Regions from separate parts of the Oryzias latipes genome. Here region 2 is linked to region 1. The links are chromatin contacts, called in public Hi-C maps. All regions are on one chromosome and are shown on one strand. The core of a region is the stretch at or near the end of the contact, and the rest is flanking DNA. Distances in the headings are between cores, read along the strand shown.

Region 1 (2,814 bases), core at 192-2,691:
GGTTAACTTGCGACATCTATGTTACCTAATTAGAATCTCTGTATTTCCTGAAGTGCACACATGGTCTATAGGGTTCTCAGCCACAGGCTTCATGAAAAACTGCCACTTTGATCATCCTGCATGACAAGTTAGACGCTAATCTTTATTAGCCTTATTCCTGCTTGATAAATCTGTATTACTGTTCACCCTTGTGCTTTCTTAGCCCTTGTACTATCTTAGATGACACCACCCTTACATTGACGTGTTCTCCCTACCATGACAAAGGTGGATAAAGGTGGAAAGATTTCATGTAATCCATGGACACCAGTGAAGATCACAAATCATTGAAGAAAAAAGATTCAGAGCACTGTCTAGTGGGTCTAGATGACCCAACTCCCAATGTTAAAGTGCCTAGGATATCACAAGGGTTACACAAAAACTGCAGCCGTTCTCTTTAAACCCAAAATGAAGTCTCAAAAATTCCCTGGAAGGATAAATATCCCTAATTATTTTTAAAACGATTCTTTTACTTTTGGTAAAATAGAAAATTTAATGAATGATGTAATGTAATCTGAATTCAATCTTCTTTAGAGAAGTGTTTAGAAATGTTTTTTTTTATGGGATGTTTGAAAAAGTTCTTTGACAAACAATCTTCGTATGAAGCTGTTTGGTAAATCTGCAATCGTAAGCGTCTGTCCGTCCAAATTAGTTTTCAGTACAATAAACTTGTTGATGAAAGGCATAAAGTTTGATTGGCAGTTTCTTCAGGCCATTTTCATATTTCAGCAGAAAGTTAATTCCACCTACATCCCTTAATATTTAGGGAGGGATACTGAAACTAGAAACCTAAGGGAGCCAGTTCAGCTCGTGCTAGTTTGCGGCGCCTTCTGTCCGTGAACCCAGGGTTCAAATCTGGGCTGCTCCCTGTTCCCCTCTCTGCTTCTGTGCCGGTCCCAAGCCCGGTTAAATTGAGAGAGTTGCGTCAGGAAGGGCAGCCGGCGTAAAACGTGCGACTCATCCTCGAAGGAGAGATTGTTTCGCTGTGGCGACCCCTGATGGGAAAAGCCGAACGAGAAAGAAGAAGACTGAAACCAGAGACCTATTCCGTTCTTTTGCACAGTGTGGAATGTCAATGTTTGTTATTTTGTATATGCAATATTTGTTAATAAAGTTTATTTAAAAAAAATGTAAACCACCCCTCTGAACACAGGAGTCACGGCTCTCCAGTAAAGTAAAATGAGCTACTGTGGTGATAAAACCCAAAACGTCCACGCACGTGGACTCCTGGTGTGAAGAATAAACAAAGAAGAAATATTGAACAAAAACTAAACTATCGTTACCGACATTAAACTGCGAAGGCTAAACAAAAACTAATCTACAAATCTTTCCGTAAACGCAGCGCAATTTGATTGGACTAGACAAACAACGGGGCGGGAGGCTGCGCTGTGAGCGTCAGTGGGACGTGTTGACGTCATCGGCGGAAGTGCTGTCCCAGTCACGCGCTGAACAGAATCCTGGATCGTCCTGCAGTCATGGCTCTGGAGGCCTGGTACATGGACAGCTCTGACGAAGATCAGAGGGAGCCGCACAGGCTCCACCCACATCAGCCCGTCTCCTTAGACCAGCTGAAGGAGCTCGGAGTTTTTCACTGGAGGGTAAAGTCTTCACTCAGCTCATTTCTCTCCTTCATCCACTCTGCACTTTCCCTCTGACGTCAGAAGCGGCACGCGGAATCAACCGTGTCACGTGACTCTTGCCTCTGCAGCTGGATGCTGATCGGTACGACTCCGACCCAGAGCTGAGCAGAATCCGCCAAGAGCGAGGCTACTCCTATATGGACATCATCACGATTCACGAGGACACGTTACCCAACTATGAGGAGAAGGTAGCCACGCCCCCCTCTGTGTATACATCACTCCCTCAGACGTCACGTGTGGAGCTGATCTGTTGCTGTTCTGCCTCAGTTGAGGATGTTCTACGAGGAGCATCTCCACTCGGATGATGAGATCCGCTACATCCTGGATGGACGCGCTTACTTTGACGTGAGGGACAAGGAGGACCGCTGGATCCGGATCTCTATGAGCAAAGGAGACCTGATCACGCTGCCCGCTGGCATCTACCACCGCTTCACCCTGGACCGCACGGTGGGTCTGAAAGTCACCGTGAATCCCGACTTGTCCAAAATTTGTCTCTTTTCTCCTTGTTATTGAACCCCTTTGTTGTTGGCCGTTGAACCAGCGACTCTTGCTCTGTCTCTGCAGAACTACACCAAGGCCATGCGGCTGTTCGTGGGGGAGCCGGTGTGGAAGGCTCACAACAGGCCGGCCGACCACTTCCCCGTCCGCCAGAAGTACGTGTCTTCTCTGCAGGGGTCCTGATGGACGGTCCCCTCCATCAACAGAGAAATCAGCCTCCATGTGCATCACATGGTTGTTCCACATCAGTGCCAGTTCTTCCAACCCGATGATTTAGAGGTCACATTCTGAGAAGACCGACCTTTAGCCCGCCGTTGGACCAGGAACTACAGAAAAGAAAATTAAAATGACAGGGTTTTCCAGGAAATGAAAATAAAGTTGCTGTCATTTTATTTCTCCCAAGTGTTCTTTTTTTTTTAAGGAGGGGTAATTCATTTAAATGATTTGGACAGAACCCTTTTATTGTGTAAAAATGCTGCACAACATTGGAACAGAGCAGGAGGAAGCCGAGAGAACAGAGCCAGAGGTTTGGTGGAGCTTGGTTCATGAAGTGCAGGGGTCTCTGCGGGAGTCCAGCTGTTCTCAGAGGACTGGAGCTCCAGTTTGTTCTCAGACTCCAGTTCGTACGCAGACTCATGAA
Region 2 (2,814 bases), core at 156-2,655, 100 kb before region 1:
ATTAGAATTGATCAAAATAGCAACAATAACATAAATACAAATCACTTTTCTTCACCCTTTAGAAAAAGGGGAAGAAAAGTCAGTCAGAAATGAATTCCAATGACTGTTGAAGAAGTGTTGACGGTTGCAGACCCTGAATTAGAGGGTGGGCAGACTAAAGGCATTTCTTGAATCCATCTTCTCAACCTTTTGCCTGAAATTAAACATGTTTTTATTCTTTAGCGACCGTTTTTAATTTCTATGTGCACAGTTCTTGGTTCAGACTTGCACAAAGCCCAAAGCTTTACAGTAACACAAGAGGTGACAGCTGTATTTTTTTGTCATTTTGTGTACCTGCAAAGTTCAAGTACACAGACTTCACTGACTTCCAGTTTCCTGAAAGTCAAAGTTTTTATGTTTGAGGAGAGGCCAAAGCTACCAACTATTTTAAAGTTTTACATTATTCCTCCGTTGTGATTTCCTTTCCTCTTCCTTTCACTGCTGAACTCCCCGTCAACCTCAGTGGAAAACAGTGAAGTTTTTGTTTACCGGCACCCATGGCTGAGATGACTTGCAGCTCCTCTCTCTGAGTCGTCGTGGTAACGGCCTGAGGTAATCTTAGCAAGACGGTCAAGATGTCCCTGATTGACCAAGCAAAAAAGATCAACTCATAGAAGATTTTGTAAAAATCACGAAGATGCTGTCCAGTTTTTTTGTACATTTTTGATTTTACACATACTGCTGGTGTATGTATGTGCATGGGCATTTGTGCGGATGTGCACTTATTTTGTGTGTTAACACTAGTTTTTGTGTCTACATGTGGGTATCTATTTGTCTATGTTTATTTTTGTGCGTTTGTCTCTTTGTTTGTGTAGTTGTGTGTGTGTTTGGGTGTCTGTGCATGTGTTCGTGTTAATGCATCTGTGTGTTAATGCATATGTCTGTGTGTTTATGCATATGTGTATGTGTGTGTGAGTTAATGCAAATATGTGTGTTAATGCAAATGTTGGTGGTGTGTGTTAATGCATGTGTGTGCATGTTTGTGTGTGTTAATGCAAATATGTGTGTGTGTGTGTTAATGCATGTGTGTGTGTGTGTGTGTGTGTGTGTTGATGCAAATGTTTGTGTGTGTGTGTGTTAATGCATGTGTGTGTGTGTTTGTGTGTGTTAATGCAAATGTGTGTGTGTGTGTTAATGCATGTTTGTTTGTGTGTGATTTACCTGCTGGAACAGTAGAAGAGGATGAGTTGAAAAATATCATCAAAGACCAGAGCAGAACCCTCTAAATGGATGACTGACATGAGAAAAGAGTCAAAGAGGAAACGACTTAGTCATGTATTCTGTGTGTCCTGAGCTAAATATACGCTGTTCAGTGACACATAGAGCTGCAGCTGTCACAAGAGGAAGCTGCTCGCTGTGCAGCACATACAGTCCCTGTGCTGTGTGAGCATCAGGCTGAGCACGCGCGGCGCTCCCTGCTCCTCCGGAAGGCGTACAGAAACCGCCGTCGCCTGTCCGTCTGTGCTGTGAACCAGGAACATCTGCAAGAGGCAGCAGCAGCTGTTAAATTTTGTGGTCCCAAAAGAAACAGCAGCTGTGAAACCCAACAACAAGAGACCATGTGTGACTTTTCCCACACACGAACACAACATGACCCCCATGCGGAGCCCCATGCTGTCTGTTAGGACCTGGCATCTTCATTAGATTTGTATCCGCAAGTATAAAGATGTCATACAATAATTCCCTCAGACATGTTAGAATAAAAGTTTCACTAATTCCCCGACTGCACTAAGAAGACACTTTGACTCCCACTTTCCAGCCATGACAGCGTCAGAGCCTCAATGCAGCGTCTCCAGGCCTGCATCCAGACACAGTGCTGCTAAAGGCAACCGTAGTATTTAATAAGCAACACTGTTGATGACAGGAATGGAGGACTTGAAACCCGGTGGAAATAAATGGTTTAGTTTAGATAAATACTTCCTAATTAGTGTGAGAGTCCCCTCCCTGCAGGCTCTCCTGGTTTCATGACTTCATCTCAGGAGAAAGTCATGATTGTTTCAGATCCGCTTTGATGCCGGTTTTTGTGTAGAAATGTAACGTAGCTATCAAATAATGCTGTAAACAGAAAATGAAGAAAGTATTGTTTATTTTTCACAAGTATAGAACATTTTAAGTGACCTAACAAAAGGAAAAAGTGGACTAAATTAATATTTCACGTTTTTAATTGTTGCCTATAAACCAGCATCAAATCCTAGAATTAGACTTGCACAAAGTCAGGGATTTTCAGGGCTTATAGTCAGGTTAGTGATCAATCAATTCTACTGCTAAAGACCATCAGTCTCTCTTTTTGGCTCAAACTGAGTCAGAGACTGACAATAGCAGTCTGAAAATAACCGCCAAACTCTGCTCCCAAGGCAACTCTGTGAAAGACGACACAGCGACTCGACTCAAGGTAGTTCCACGCCATCGGCCCATCTCTCCCAGGCAGAGGTCTCAGAGCAGACTGGGGGTTGTAGGAGGGTAAACTCTTTTGTAGAGCCATGCCGAGGATGACGCAGTGGTCTACCACATCAAGTTTACTCTCCTTCTAAATTAGACAATGTCTGCCAATGCCTGAACTGACAGAATCAGGGGGTCCACGTTCAAACTGTTCAGAGAGGTCTAACCAGAAGGGTCTTTGTGGAAGAGTTGAAGCTTAGCTAAGGAGACAGGGCCTGGCCACTCAAGAACCACGGAAAACACAGGAAAAGTGACAGCATCTGCTCTGGACTGACATGGACATTGAAAACATTCGGCCTTAGCAGACGGCAGTTTTTGGAAGGACTGCAGAGCAGA

The links. Hi-C and Micro-C count contacts between places; a contact is called where the count stands out from the background.
Region 2: a contact with region 1 is called in a Hi-C map of embryo, with 2.8 times the contacts expected there. The contact joins the enhancer-like site here to the promoter of adi1 in region 1. A contact is called at or near these places in 4 of 5 Hi-C or Micro-C datasets (embryo, fibroblasts and gastrula embryo).

The regions. Positions count from the first base shown.
Region 1 is chr22:20,791,581-20,794,394 of ASM223467v1, reverse strand. It overlaps adi1 (1,2-dihydroxy-3-keto-5-methylthiopentene dioxygenase), which reads left to right and starts at 1,441. Exons shown (of 4, transcript XM_004082679.4): 1 at 1,441-1,634; 2 at 1,745-1,864; 3 at 1,944-2,123; 4 at 2,241-2,566. The coding sequence starts at 1,512. The coding sequence ends at 2,357. trappc12 (trafficking protein particle complex subunit 12) reads right to left here. Exons shown (of 12, transcript XM_023951255.1): 12 at 2,615-2,814.
Region 2 is chr22:20,892,807-20,895,620 of ASM223467v1, reverse strand. It overlaps LOC101162800 (ras and Rab interactor 3), which reads right to left. Exons shown (of 14, transcript XM_011490657.3): 3 at 1,409-1,520; 4 at 1,201-1,273; 5 at 529-620. Among protein-coding and RNA genes, the nearest start is that of pth2, 12 kb to the left of the region's middle. Within about 2 kb of position 1,405, at least 1 of the 8 cell types and tissues checked has an H3K27ac peak or open chromatin away from gene starts, as enhancers often do. A contact at or near this core is called in embryo, where this site is marked.